Linked DNA regions of Triticum aestivum: region 2 is linked to region 1. The links are chromatin contacts, called in public Hi-C maps. All regions are on one chromosome and are shown on one strand. Each heading gives the region's core, a stretch centred on a gene start, on an enhancer-like site or on the middle of the called end of the contact. The rest is flanking DNA. Distances are from core to core; before and after follow the strand shown. Region 1 holds the start of LOC123110174 (plant cysteine oxidase 2). Region 2 holds the start of LOC123110176.

What was found. A called contact is a pair of places that touch in the nucleus more often than the background predicts.
Region 2: a Hi-C map of leaf shows a contact between it and region 1, with 6 times the contacts expected there. The contact joins the promoter of LOC123110176 here to the promoter of LOC123110174 in region 1. A contact is called at or near these places in 1 of 5 Hi-C or Micro-C datasets (leaf) and 1 of 1 datasets of contacts at active chromatin or transcription factors (leaf).

Annotation. Positions count from the first base shown.
Region 1 is chr5B:21,633,234-21,640,702 of IWGSC CS RefSeq v2.1, reverse strand. LOC123110174 (plant cysteine oxidase 2) reads right to left here and starts at 3,381. Exons shown (of 5, transcript XM_044530648.1): 1 at 2,666-3,381; 2 at 2,104-2,231; 3 at 1,850-2,012; 4 at 1,529-1,732; 5 at 401-850. The coding sequence starts at 2,930. The coding sequence ends at 720.
Region 2 is chr5B:21,755,827-21,763,295 of IWGSC CS RefSeq v2.1, reverse strand. It overlaps LOC123110176, which reads right to left and starts at 4,772. Exons shown (of 9, transcript XM_044530651.1): 1 at 4,506-4,772; 2 at 4,191-4,394; 3 at 3,932-4,064; 4 at 3,379-3,449; 5 at 3,210-3,258; 6 at 2,998-3,074; 7 at 2,829-2,914; 8 at 2,505-2,601; 9 at 2,057-2,394. The coding sequence starts at 4,629. The coding sequence ends at 2,288. It overlaps LOC123110175 (cationic amino acid transporter 2, vacuolar), which reads left to right. Exons shown (of 13, transcript XR_006453196.1): 8 at 62-287; 9 at 423-675; 10 at 783-891; 11 at 986-1,252; 12 at 1,377-1,762; 13 at 7,298-7,312.

The DNA of each region.
Region 1 (7,469 bases), core at 2,132-4,631:
AAGCAAGAAAATAGGAAATTGTAAGTGATATTATTAGAAAAACTAATATTCAAGCAAGCAAAGTAGTACAATACTTGTTTAGCCACATATGGGGGGATAGGAATTTAAGAATCTCAAATTTGACAAAAGAGATTCTCGGAAAAAAAATTGACAGAAGAGATGGCGACTAGAACTTTAATAATCATATTTTAAATTTGAAAATTGGAAACAGAAAATACAGTACGGAAATTCTAAGAATGATATTATTAATATTTAAAAAAAACTGGAAAAGAAGGAATGACAAATTAGTACGAGAGACATGCATGGGGACAAATTTAAGAATCTCAAACCTGATGAATAATTGGGCAGAGCATGAAACATCTCAAACGAAGAAAAGTGGGGAATGCAGATGCCAAGCAAGTGAAATCTATGGATGATCTATGTATTGAAAAAAGATCAACAAAGGGATCTCCTGGACAAGGTCCATGTACACAGCTGCTGCAAAAGCAAGCAAGCAAGCACTCTTACATGGTAGACTGCCATAACTGACTGAGACGTCATGCACAAACTGGGACCTATTCTTATGCATGGCTCAACTAACTAGCTTGCTGCTGTATTCACAAGGTGAACTTCGATTCTGACACCATCTGGTTTGAGTTGGGTTGACACTTGACAGCTCATCATCGGTCGCAAAGGGCTCGAAGGAAAGGATCAAAGGACCCGCGCCGGTGGGGGGTCGATCACCTGCCGGAGATCGGCGGGCCGCCGTACCGGACGCTGCACATCTTCAGATCCCTCGGCATCTCAACCTCTTTCAGCCACGCGAGACGCCGGCCTTCTTGCTCGTCGCCGATGAGCTCATTGCTGGTCACTGTCAGCAGAAGAGCATACAAATTTAGTTAACCTTCTAGCGTCCAATGAGCTAGCAGTAATTAAATTTAATTAGCAAAAGCATCGATGATCACGATGATTACCGACCAATGTTCAAGACCTAATGGAGCCTAAATATCTTTGGGGTGAAGCTACATTACTTTAATACTGTTCTAAAATATGGATGCCTCTCGCCTGGTGCCCTTTAGAACATGGTTTATGCACAAGTGGTTTCGACATCCCGTGCTTCTCAAACCCACGTACGGGGGGCGCAAAACCGTGTGCTTGCTTGCAAGTGCATGATAAACAAAGCTACCTGAAAGCTCCAGGTTGTTACTTAACTAAAAGACCTCTCTCTCCATTCAGTGGGCTGCTTACAAGGCAAACTACTGTTTTGATGATGCAAAATATAATATCTATGTTGCAACTTGCTATTGATGCCTAACCATACTTATTAGTTAATTCTCTCGCGTGCTGTCGGTAAAAAGGATGCATAAAGTGTTTACTGTGATCACTCAGACCAAACCCCCCAGATAGCAGAGGATATGAGCTCAAGCATTTTCTGTGCTAGTTTACAGTTGTTGCAAGCTGCACGCAGTGTCGAAATTCAGCACTAGTAGCAAGTCCATCTCCATAATGTATCTAGATTAGATTTCTGAGATCAGTATTTCTAACTTACTTGGATGCTGGGAGTATGGAATGTCCGTGTAGTACGTGCAGTCTCGGTCCTCTTCGATGGAGTAAGGGGGGCCGAGGATGTCGAGGAACGCGGATGGCGCGACGGCCCTGAACCGGTGCATGTTGCCTCCCGCCGTCGGGAACAGGACCGACGTGTCGCACGGCGCCGTGAAAACATCGTCCACGATTAGTTGCGCCAGCCTCACTGCAAGCAAGCAAGTCTAAACGTTATAGCACATTTGCGTAGCCAGGCATACTGGGGGGCAGAAGCAGGGGATCTGGTGACAATTGTAGCAGAAATGGATGGGAAGCTCACATTTACCATCAGGTGACGAAGCGCCACTCTCATTAGCCGGATCGTCGGGATCAGCCCAGTCATATGACTTTGCGTGCATCGATCCGATGAGCAGCTTGTTGAACACCGTCATCCCGGGGTGGTTGTGCAGAGGGATGACCGCATTCGTCGGCAAGAAGAAGAGAACCATCTGCCAAGCAACAAAGAAAAGGAAATGTCAGCAACTAGTTCCTACTTCCCTTGGGTAAACAGTATACACCATGCACACACTTTGCACTTACGGAAAATTTCTCGGATTTGTATATGGTGGTGTGTGTGATGGCCGGGGTCCCTTCGGTTGCCGGCGCATCTCTGTTCCTGAAGAAGGGCATGTCTGGGCTTAGGCCGAAGTCCTCTGGTCTCATTTTGTCTGCAAACATCACGGCCGGAAGCCGAAATTCAGCATCATCAGCATTTTGTGCAACCAGGACACTCCCATTTCCGAACCCACTGCATTTCAGCTACGGAGAGTATGTTCCATTTGCATGCTCAGATTAAACATATTCTTTTTAGAAAAAAGATCAAAATTAAGCATGTTGAGTACGCAGAGAAGAATGACGGACACTAGAATTATCAAGTGAAAACTGCAGCAAATTCTGAACTTATTGCATGGTATCCAAGACATGTAAAACTAATTTGGATGTACACAAGCAAAGGCTTGAACTTTTAACGGGTCGCTCCATGCACCAAATTAAATTTCAAGGTCCTGATTGGCTGATTGCGCATGTACTACTACTAGTAGTAGCTAGTACGTATACATACAAGTAGGTTTGAGAGGAGCGGTGGTTGGTTAGCGTAGCGTACCGAGCATGGCGCGGAGCAGGGCGACCTCGGCGGGCTTGGGCACGGTGCCGGGGCCCCGGAAGACGGCGCGGCAGGCCTGGAAGAGCCGCTGGATGGCGGGCGGCCTCCTGGCGAGCCGCGGCCCCCTTCCTGCCGCCGCCGCCGCGGCCTTGAGGGTCTTGACGGCCAGCACCCGCCTCCTCTTGGCCGGCGGCACGGTCTGCACGGCCTCCGCCGCCCCCACCTCGACCACCCCGGGCCCGAGCTCCACCACCCCCGCGCCCATGGCCGGCCGGCAGGCAACTCCAAGAAACCGAAAGAAACTCGCTGGATCGCGGAAGGAGAGGGACAAAGCAAGCGAGCCGGTGGGGATGGACGAGGGGGCAACAGGAGAGCTCGGGATATATGCGGGGGGTCAGCGGGGGCGGACGGAGCAAAACCAGGTGCCGCTCGACGGTGGGTTGACGGTGGAGGCGACACGACACGGCGGGACGGGCGAGGAGGGACGAAACCGGGGCGGTGGGTTCGATCCGTCCGACGGGTTCGGTGGTCGCCCTCGGCACCGCAACCGGTTCTTGCTTTTCTTCTACTCCGGTCTAGAGAGAGAAAGCGTATGCGTGCGGATGGATAGAGAGAGATCTAGAGAGAGAGAGGGTGTGCCGCCGCCCGCCATTTCGGGGAGGCGGAAAGCAAAACCGGCAGCACGGGAGTCCACGGTTTGTCGCCCCCCGGAAAACTGCGGCTGCTCACGTGCGGTGCGGGGGAGACGCTCTCGCCCTCTCCTCACTGTCCGACTCTGAGATCTGCTGGCCGCCGCTGTCGAGTGTCGAGCGAGGCTCTCCGCTGGATTCGCCGAATCTAGCAGGCGGTGGATTACGTAGGCTTTCCCAAAGGAGCCAGATATTTCGAGCTGCCTCCAAGAGCGACAGGAGCAAAAATGCTCATAAATAAACGATGTTCTAACCTTTTTCTAGACCAAATCTATATCAAGTAATTCTTCACCCTTGTGCATTGAGCGAGGAAAACCTTCTCTAGACATGGTTTCGTTTGGACGTTGTAAATTCACCCCGCATGATATGTTTAAATATGTTTGTTCACTTTCTTTAGTCTGTACGTAGTTCATATTAAAACGTCCAAAGCATCTTATATTTGTTAACGGGTGTAGTATAATTTCGTACGGCCCTGACAAACATTTCTTATAAAAGCCTTACTTGAGTGACGCGACGTAAAAAGTGCTGCCTCAAAAACCGCTTCCGTCCAAGGCTCGGGAATTGCTATGTTGTTCATTTAGCGATTGCCGTGCTATAGCAGATGTATTTGCCATGTTATTGTACAAAAGTTTGCCATGTCGAAAAACCACTTTCAACAAGCGCTCGGGAATTACTCCCTCTATAAAGAAATATAAGAGCGTTTAGATGACTACTATCTTATTTGTTCAGAAATTGTCATGAATATAACAGATATATTTCTGATGCTGCTATAGAAAGATTTCTCATGTTGAAAATAAAAATATTCTCATGCTAGCAGAAAGAAAATCTCAAAAATGTGTCATGTTGCAGCGAAATAAACTGTCATGTGTTTCATCATTTTTACCATGATGCATCGTAGAAAATTGCCTGACTAAAGAACAAAAAAAAGGAATTTTTATGCATGTCCATGAATTGTCTTGCTACATGTAGACTTGCAACGGTACATCAAAGAATTGTCATGCTATATGAAAAGGAATTTGATTCGCTCAGTGGGATGCAAGCTCAGTGGGATGCATGAAAGTGAACAGTGATTACCACGCATATTGCTTTAAGATTCACACATGGGAATTGGACGCACTGGAGAATGTCCCCAAGAAAACCACTCCTAGGGAACGTTAGCTAAATAGCTTTTCTGATATTTTGGACCAAAACCATTTTTAAACCCGGTGGTGCAGAGTACAATTAAATGTTTTGTTCGGGTACAATCTAAATCTGAATCCGAGTCCAAGTCGGATTCCGGTTGTTAGGATATGGTATTGCTAATATGAGGTGATCATTTTTTTGTTGGATAATCCGACCTTATAAAATATGGTTATATGATTGGTATAACTGCAAATATTAACTACCAATACGTGCATGTCATCTTCACCTATGAGACGGGATAGATGCTTGTTAGTGGTTTATTTAGATTGTTTTACTACCTTTCTAATTTTTTTATGTGTGCTTCATGCGTGCAAGTATTAATAGTTGCTTATTATTTCTGCATAATTGACTACCATGCTATATATATGCCCAATCTGACATAATCCGGTATTCGAACATGTGTTTGCCTGTTATCCGTCTTACCTCCATGTTTGAAAAAGTATATAAAATATCGTTTGAGCACTATCAGACCAAATCCGCTCCGGTTTCACCCAGAGTTATTCCCCCATTGCAAAATAAAGGGTGTGGACATTGATCAAGTTCATGAAAAACAAATCTTCATATGTAATGCTAAATAAAAAACAATTTTACAACTTATGCATAGATATTTTTCTCTACAGATCTCTCTCTCTCTCTCTCATCAGGCTAGAGCCCCCTATCGAGATCAACGACCTAGAGTCTCCATGCCGTTGTAGGTGCAACCTACCTTGCCATCGTGCATCCCCGCTCCACTTGTCATCCAAGTCCCAACTACAATCGTCCTTGCCTCACATTTCATGTCGTTGATGTAGCTGGTATGCTATAAATACTAGAAGAACGCCCGTGCGTTGCAACGGGGCCATATTAACTTTAAGAGTTCAATATTAATATTCTCATACATATCAATCCTTCTTCTCCTTCCGTCTGCCACCGAGACAGGGACCTAGACTTTGTGCTGCTCTTATTGATTTCAAACCCAGACGAGATGGGGTGGTGGGAGGGGGGACGAAAAAACCCAGACGAAACAAAGGAGAAGGAGAGCCTCATCAGTAGCATCATGGTGAATTTCAAACCTAGCGTTGTGCTCTGCCCAACGAACATGGACGCCGCCGCCGGCGGCCCGGTGGAGCTCGAACCCGAGAGACTCTGCTGCTTGCTGGGAGGGGTCGGGGAGGGTCGGAGCACATGAGCATTGACGTGAAGACGGAGTAGGCCGGGGAGATTACTGTGCACGCCGCACAGCGACTTGGACCTCGGAGGGCCTTAGCTCTGTCAGGAGGAGGTCCCGAGTTCCTGCCGAGGACAGCCTGACGGGGGAGACGCACGGCCGCTCGCGCTGCCCGCAACGCGACCACGCCCTGCCCTAGGGTTCTGCGACGGCGGCAGCGTCGTCCACAGCCACACCCTCTCTGAGTCCTGCCCTGAACTGGGGTTCCGAGATGGCGGCGGTGGCGGAGGTCTCTGAGGTTGGAGAGGGGCAAGATGTAGGACGGCGGAGGCTGGAGCCTGGAGCGATGGCGGCGTTTCGGGATTGCAGGCAGGGGGACGTGCGAGGTGAGTGTTTTTTTCACCGGTTTATGTTGTGTTGCCTGCACGGATATATAGGAGAACAAATAGGTGGATTATAATTCCTTCCATTGTATAAGTGCTGGGAAAGGAAGCGAGGGACAAAACTCAATCGAGGGGCCTTTAAGAGTAGAGATTAGTTAATTGGATTTTTCTTTAAAGTCTGTTATTTGTTTTCTTAAAATTTATTATATGTTTCCTAAATCAAATTGCATTGATGGGATGGATCGATTGATTTGGATAGTCTATTATTTGTTTCCTTCACATCCATTATATGTTTCCTAAAGCAAATTGCATTGATGAGATGGATCGTTTGATTTGGATGGATCGATTGATTTGTTTCCTTAAAATTGGATTTTTTTTTAAAGTCTGTTATTTGTTTCCTTAAAATTTATTATATGTTTCCTAAATCAAATTGCATTGATGGGATGGATCGATTGATTTAGATAGTCTATTATTTGTTTCCTTCACATCCATTATATGTTTTCTAAAGCAAATTGCATTGATGAGATGGATCGTTTGATTTGGATGGATCGATTGATTTGTTTCCTTAAAATTGGATTTTTCTTTAAAGTCTGTTATTTGTTTCCTTAAAATTTATTATATGTTTTCTAAATCAAATTGCATTGATGGGAGGGTTACGCATGGAAAGTTATGATCCGTTAAGATTTTTTTCATTGTGTGAGAGGGTGACGCGAAACTAAACCGGCGGGGTAGGGGAGGGACGAAAAAAACCAGCGAAATGAAACGGGTGGGAGGTGGGAGGAAGTACCAAAGAAGTACCAAAAAAAACCGGGTGAGGTGGGACGAAAAAAAACCTGGAAGTGAGACTACCAACTGCTCCATTAGGAGTAGAGATACCCTAGAGGCGGGAGAGATGCTCTCTGATCCGCTGGCCGCCAGTGTCGAGCCTCTACTTAATTCACATAATTTATTTATTATTACTATTTTGAGTAGTTTTGCCGAGTTTATGAGATGGTATATTACCTTGGCCCCTTTTGTTTGAGCTTTTGGGGTGTTTTTTTACATGAAAAAGAATAAACATCCTAGGTAAGCAAGATATTTTGATCTGCCGCGAGTCCATAGCTCGAAGCGGGCCTTTGGTTGTTACACAAAGTGATTAGGATATTTTTCTTTTATCAAAAGCTTCAACTCCGTGGTGTAGAATATAGTAAGGAATTTTCGACTTTTAAAGAAATCTATATGCACTAGAGTATGGAATCGGAGGGAGTGTTGTTTAAATATAAATATGTACTAGCATTGTAGCCGTATGTTATCTTCCCGCTTCGGTATCTAATCTTTATCCGACCGTATCCACTCATGTTCCACACCTATAGTACACTCCCTCTGATCTAGAATATGCCCTACAAAGGTAATCATGGGGACAA
Region 2 (7,469 bases), core at 3,523-6,022, 120 kb before region 1:
CATCACTTGGTGTGCTTCCTGCTGAGGCTTCTTTTTTTATTACTGCGCTGTCTTATTTTAGGTACCTTGTAACATCTGGTGCTGTTCTCGCTCTCTGCTCAACCTTGATGGGATCACTTCTGCCACAGCCAAGGATATTGATGGCCATGGCGAGAGATGGGCTGTTGCCATCCTTCTTCTCTGATGTTAGCGAAAAGACACAAGTTCCTGTCAAGAGCACAATCATAACTGGCATCTGTGCCGCTTCTCTGGCGTTCTTCATGGATGTTTCACAACTAGCAGGAATGGTAAGGATCTAGGAACCTTTAAATAGTTTCCATTTGAGAAATTTGATGGATTTTGGCTCAAGATGAGATTTCATGAAGATTAAGACTTTTATGAGTACTAAATATTGGATCTAAAGGAGTTAAGTTTGGTTGCAGGTCAGTGTAGGCACGCTCCTCGCGTTCACCATAGTCGCCGTCTCCATCTTGATCCTCAGATATGTTCCTCCAGATGAGGTACCCCTGCCATCCTCTCTGCAAACGTCGTTCCGCTTAAGCCAAGAATGTGATGAGGAAAAGGTGGGGAGTCCTCTTGGAGATGGGAACCATGAACAGGGGACGTCTGAGATTAAGGATGTGATCGTAGTAGAATCAATCAGCGACCCTCTTATTGAGAAGCAGCTGTACGCAAGTAAGTCTAGGAAATTGCATTTCGACTTTGGTCGAGTCTACATTTTCTGAGTATGTGCATTCTACTTATTATAAGCTGGCTAACCGGTTTCTCTGTCAATCCATCAGACAAATTGGATGAGTTAAAGCGGCGGAAAACCGCTGCTCGCAGCATTGCAGCTGTATGCGTAGGGGTTCTAATCCTGACGGCTTCAGCTTCCGTAACGTTCCTGCCATTGTAAGTGACCGGGCATATCTTGTTCCCACGATGAACTTTCCTGTGCAATGACATACTGGCCTGTCTAACACGCGTCTCTCCCGTTTCACGTTAGCCTGGTGATGTGCTTATTCTGCGTGTTTGGTGGCCTGCTCCTCCTGGCTGGTCTCGGAATGCTCTCCTGGATCGACCAAGACGACGGAAGGCACTCATTTGGTCACTCTGGAGGTACACTCGCATCACGGCATTTTCACGCTTCTCTCCGTAACTTGATGTCACAGCTCCTTTCTGCCGCTCCCTCTGCAGGATTCATCTGCCCGTTTGTTCCGCTGCTGCCGGTGATGTGCATTCTCATAAACACATACTTGCTCATAAATCTAGGGTGAGTACCTCAAGCAATGATCTCACTCGCTGATAACTTTACTTTTGCCAACGAAACATTCAGAATGGAAAGATTTGTATGTATGTGTCTGAACATTTTTTGGCAACCTATGTATGTTCTTCAGGGGTGGCACGTGGATGCGGGTCGGGGTGTGGCTGGTGATGGGGGTCTTCGTGTACATTTTCTACGGCCGGACCCACAGCTCGCTGACGGACGTCGTGTACGTCTCCCTGGCTCAGGCAAACGAGATATACGGTTCTTCTTCTTCATCAGCGTTTGTGGCCTAGATAGATACTGTCGCAGAGCATCCTTGAGAGATTATATGATCCGGAGTCCATTTCACGGAAACCTTGAGCATCCTGATTGGAGGGACCTTCCCCCGCTGATGCTGCTGCATCCTGCATGGCAAGGCAGGACATGGAGTCTGAAGAATTCAACAAATTCTGAAGCTGTGTACATTGTAATTTGTAGATATATCATCATCATCATCATCATCATCATCATATATATGTGCCTCGTTGGAGGAATGTAGATAGTAAATATGTATAAATAGAAGATTAAGATTTGCAACATTGTAAGGCAAGATTCATTTAAGTGCACCGGAGTTGATAAAACTTCAGAGATCTTGGGATGACACTGCAGCAGGAAGCAATTCTGAACAATAGTCAATTCTTCAGTTTGTCATGCAAGATGTGGTGTTGTGATTTCAGCACCTCCTCTGCTTCAGTTTAGATACTCCTAAAAACATCACACAGTTAACAGAAAGATAGGCAACAATTTTTCATCATACAGTTTCCACTCTGCTTCAGTTAAAATACTCTTGCAGCTTCAACTCTGAGTATACAGCTTCAAGTCTGATATTCTAAAAACTTACATCAATCAAATCCAAGCCACTGCCTTTGAAAAGAACCAAGTTATGCACCAGACTAACTACTACATCGCAACACATTATTATATAGAGAACATTACAATACAGTATGGTGGTAGTATCGGCTATATCCCCTTCTGCTTCCCAAGGTTTTCTGGAAAATTCGCCTAGGAGTCGTTCTTGCGTAGGTTGTAGAAGATCGAGCCGTCAATCGTCTCCATAACCAGTTGATTCAACCGCAGAAGGATCAACAAGTAGGATCTTCCTTTGCGCCCTACAAGACAAGGAAGTGAAAGGAAACCTCAATGGAATTTGTCTAGTCTAGTGTAAAAGCATTTGACATTTCTGCGGGCAGGGAATGGCAAGTATAAGATTATAACATACCCAAGCCGACTGATGCAACATCATCCTGATTCAAACTCCCCTGAGCCTTATCACCACCAAAGTATGCATTTAGTTTTGAGACGGCGTCATGCAATTCCTGATAAAAAGAGAGGCCGCAAAAAAGGTAAAGCATTGCAGTAGATTTGCTTCGAGGTGGCATAACTAAGATAACACTACTATCGTCATGAAACCACTGCAGTGCAGAGACCAAATCAGAAAAGACTTTAAAGAGTTTATGGCAAGAGGCAAGAAAAGACATTGCATGACTTCTCCCTTCTAGTAATTAATCAGAAAAGACTTTAAAGAGTTTAAAAGAAGTCAGACCTCCCATGATGCAAGAGTCTTCATGTAAGGAGGAAGTTTATCGTACTCCTCCTTCGACGCCCTTATCATTCCTTGGAAAGCGTTGTCTTCACGGATTCAACAGAGATGTCAGTCATGAAAAGCAAGCATTTAATATATCTTCTAAACATAACAGATACACTCTGCTGACCATCTTGCTCATATGTTTCAATTTGGGGAGGTGTGGGTTCTTCAGCTTCCTCCAAGATCTTTTGGTCATCATCAAAACTGAACAGTATAAACACAAGGTGATTTTCAATGAAGATAAAACAAGTAAAGAACTGTGGAGAACAACAAAAAAAAACAGCCTGAAAAGGACGTTGCAATAGATATCTCATATATGTCTGTATTTCGTTGAGTTACCTTCCAGGTTTTCTGTCAGGCATCTTTGGGCTCGCAGAAAAATCAATATCTGCGACATCCGAAAGAAATTATTATCTCTATTTGATTTAGGACTTGCAGTAAAAAATACTAATATGTATAATGCATCTAAACAGTTGATTTTGGAAGATGCATTGCAAGTGTTCTGTACCTTGAGAGGACAGAGTAGCTAGACAAGCATCAGAAATCCCAAAGTTCTTTAGTGACATGGACTCCTCAAATCTTACATGAAGTCAAGAAAGAACTCAATACTCTGTATCTCAATCGCACAGATCACTAGCAGAAACACAAAAGAATGTCAAAGTTCAGACTTGGTGCATTCAAAATTCTAAGCTTATCCAATATAACCGAACCAATCATAATCTCCAATGTTTGCTGGTCCCAAATGATGGTATGACAATGATATTAGGGAGATTTACACATTTAGCAGGAAAAATTGGTAGTAAAGGTTAACAGCTAATAATAGGGGCAGAATAAGGATGGTTCAACTCCTAATAATGCTTATAAATCTTCAAATTCTGACTTCACTGACAACGCTGTAATTGCAAACCTTACAGCTAGCCAGCTAGGCGCAAGCTGACATCTTCTATTTGGAGCCTATGCATCTCGAATTGCTATGTACCCGTTCCATCAGCCCGGTCATAGATCACACCCAACACAACCAAAAATGCATCTCTGAAAATGCCTTAGTAATGGAAGGATACAGTTCATCGTCGTCGAAGTGCTTCCGGGCAGACCTGAGGACCGAACTTGCCCCTCCCAAGAGCCCATTCCCGGGGACATCAAGCTCCCCCAAGTCTCCACCTTCCTCCTCCTCTTCCACCTCGTCATCCACCTCTGCGCCAACAAGAGAAACCCGATGAACCTCAGCAAAACAAGACGAACACTGCAGGGCAGAGCTCCAAAGTGACGTCGCCAGTGTGTTCCTGCCTGATTGCCTGAAGGGGGATCAGTGAGACTCACGGGGGGCGACGTAGCCGAAGGAGACGAGGCGGAACTCGACGGCGTCAGCGTGGCGGGAGACGATGTTGAGGGCCTCGCGGCAGTGGCCGAGGAGCTCCTCGACGGAGACGGTGCCGAAGGCCATGGACTCGAGGCGCGCCAGGTCGGCGCCCGCCGCCTCCACCCGCCGGTCCAGCCCCTGCAGGAACGCGTTCGTCGCCGACTCTGCGAGGGAACACGCGCACGCACACGTCCTCCGTGAGCAGGCAGGAAGGAATGAAAAGCGGTGGCTGGCGAAACCCTAGCGGGGGACGGCGGCGAGGTCAGATGCGGTACCGAGGGGGATGGCGCGGCGGGAGAGGGCGTCGGAGAGCGCGCGGGAGGAGTCGTCGGCGTGGGTGAGCACCTGGGAGAGGGAGCCGCACAGCGCCGAAATCGACGCGTCCATGCTGCGCTGCATCGCGGCGGCGGCGGCGGCGGCGGCGGCGGGTCGTCGGAGTTGGGGGCGGGAGGGGGAATTGGGGATGATTTCCTCTCTTTCTGTCTCTGGCGAGTTCAGTTCGAATTTTCAGTGCGGACGGCGGGGAAATGAAATGGGTTTGGTGGTCCTTTACCGAAAAAGGGTTTTCCCGTTTTATATTATAAAGTAACAGACACCGATCATAGGGTAACTGTCGCCTGTCGGGATGAACGGCGCACCAAGCCCAAAAGGGAAAAGAAGAAGAAATAAAAGCCAACAACGGCAGCGCGGCAAGCACAGATGATCCGCCACCGCTGCGCCCTCCATCATTGTCCCACCACACGCCATGACACCGGACCGCCGTATACCAAGCAGCCCCTTGTAGGACCTTGAAGTATGTCTAGACTGGGATGATTAGACTACTTGACCAATTAAAAACTTAATATTTTCCCAATTTTAGAGTTTGACAGATTTTAACAATCTTTGGACGAGTCAAGCAATTATCACTCAAATCAAGCAAGCATGTAAAGAATGTATAGGCAGCGGAAATTAAAGCATGCAACTTGCAAGAAAGTAAAGGGAAGGGTTTGGAGGATTCAAACGCAGTTGGAGACACGGATGTTTTTTACGTGGTTTCGATAGGTCCACACGCATCTGGCAACTCGTCCACACGCATGGATCCTAATTAAAAAGAAGATAATTGCCCGATTAATTAACGAAAAACAGGGTAAAAACCGATACATATAGGCCTTGTTAATTAGTCCAGATATAGCATTTGATGGTCAAGATTAAGGTCTGGGTTTTGTCATGTCCACTTGGCGTGGAGCTATCTATAGCACCTTGGGTCATTTTTCCGAAAAAAAATCTTACAAGATCTTAATAGTTGTAATATACGTGCAAAACTGGCCAACCAAGTTTTTAATAACATGATAATGCAAGTTTTTCCTTTGAGAAAAGTCCACATTTCAACCTTAAACTAACCAGGCGGTTTGATTTACAACCTTCATCTTTAGAACCGGCCACATTGCACCCTTAACTTATCAAACAGTTCAAAACACAACCCTTACTCGGTTTTAGCTTGGTTAACTGGTTTTGACCAAAAAGCGCAGCAATGTGCTCCTCCTCCTCCTTCAAGAAAAAAAGTTAGGGTCCGTGCCTCTCGCCGGCGCCGGCGCCGGCGCAGGTCCGCCTCGTCTCCGGTGGCCCTAGGGCCATGGAGGCGCGGTGGATCCTGGCAAGAGCCGGCGGGAGGGCTCCGTTTTTAGTCATTTTTTCAATCTTGTTAGAGTTTGTGTCCTACTCAGGAAGACGAGACGGCGGCGGCTCCCTGAAGATGGAATAAAGGTCTCCCCGCCTAGCCCCCGTTCCGGCGGTGCGTCTAGCATCGTTGGTGGACGTGTGGAGGTGTGTCTCCGGCAGATCTATCTTTGATGAATTTGCTCGGATCACGTCGTTGTTCGTTTACGTTTGTGTGTCTTCGGTTTGGATCCTTTTGATCTACGTTATTTTTCATCGGCGACGGTTGCTGTTCTGGGGTGCTGGTCCTATGGGGCCTTAGCATGACGACTTCCCGACTGTCTACTACAACAAGTTATGCCCGGCTCCGGCGATGGAGGGGCGATGACGGCGGCGCCTTCGGCTCGCTTCGGTGCTTATAGTCGTCGGTGGGTGGTCTACGAATCTAGATGTAATTTTTATTTCTGGTATTCGTTGTACTTCCATGATTGAAGATGAATAGATTGAAAGTTTTTCTGAAAAAAAAAACTGGTTTCGACCAAGTGAAAGCTGACTAGGCAGCCAACTAAGCAGCCACAACGCACATATCCTGACCTAGATCTCTCTCCCTCTCTCTATGTCCGTTCACACTTCACCCCGACCCAATCCCGTAGCCGTCACCTGGGTCGCCTGACGCCAAGGCTCGCCGCCCCTGCGGCCACAACTACGACCCCGTCGGCCGGCGACCGGCGGCGGCGCCGCCGCCACGGGCTGTATCCGCCAGGCAGTGGAGCCCCGTCACCAAGGTGCTCCGCACCACCAGAGCTGACGCCGCCCCGACGACGTCCAGATCCTCGGCCACCCGCAAAGGGCGGCGCTGCAGCTCACCAGGGGCCGATACGCGGCCGTTGGGCGCCTCCTACCGACGGCTACGGCGTCTGCAGCAGCAACAGCAGCTAAGCGGCAAGGACGGGGTACCTCGGCGGAAGGACGTGTAGGCGAGCTCGCACGAGGGCCAGAGGGGATCCGTCGTCGTGCACGTGCGCAAGCTCGGGTGGCATGCGCGGCCTGCAGTGACGTCCTATTTGTCCGGTGTGCAAGCTCCACCGGCCTCCTGGTGCACGCTCCAGCTCTCCTCTTTACCCTCCTCGGTTCCATGGTGAAGTGCCGCCGCTCGCCGGCTACGAACGGAGAAGCCAGCTCCAACAGTTTTAGGGATAGTTCAGCTGCTGAGTTGGCTGCCTAGTCAGGTTTGACTCGGTCAAAACCAGTTGACCAAGCCAAACCCGAGTCAAGGGTTGTGTTTTGAACTACGTATGTGATAAATTGAGGGTGTAATGTGACCGGTTTCAAAGATGAAGGTTGTAAATCAAACTGCCTGGTTGGTTCAGGGTTGAAATACGGACTTTTCTCTTTCCCTTTTGACCTGGTAATGCAAGCTTTCTCACGGAAGCATCATATATATGAGATGCTGCAGGTAGATGGACCCGTACAAAGCTTTCCCGGACGAGATTCAAAATTCAAACCAGCTCTCCTACAGACATTTGACACAGACATATTCGTGCACGTGAATACGTGATCCATGCGTGTGCATGCCAGCTCATATAAATATCCACAGGATCTGT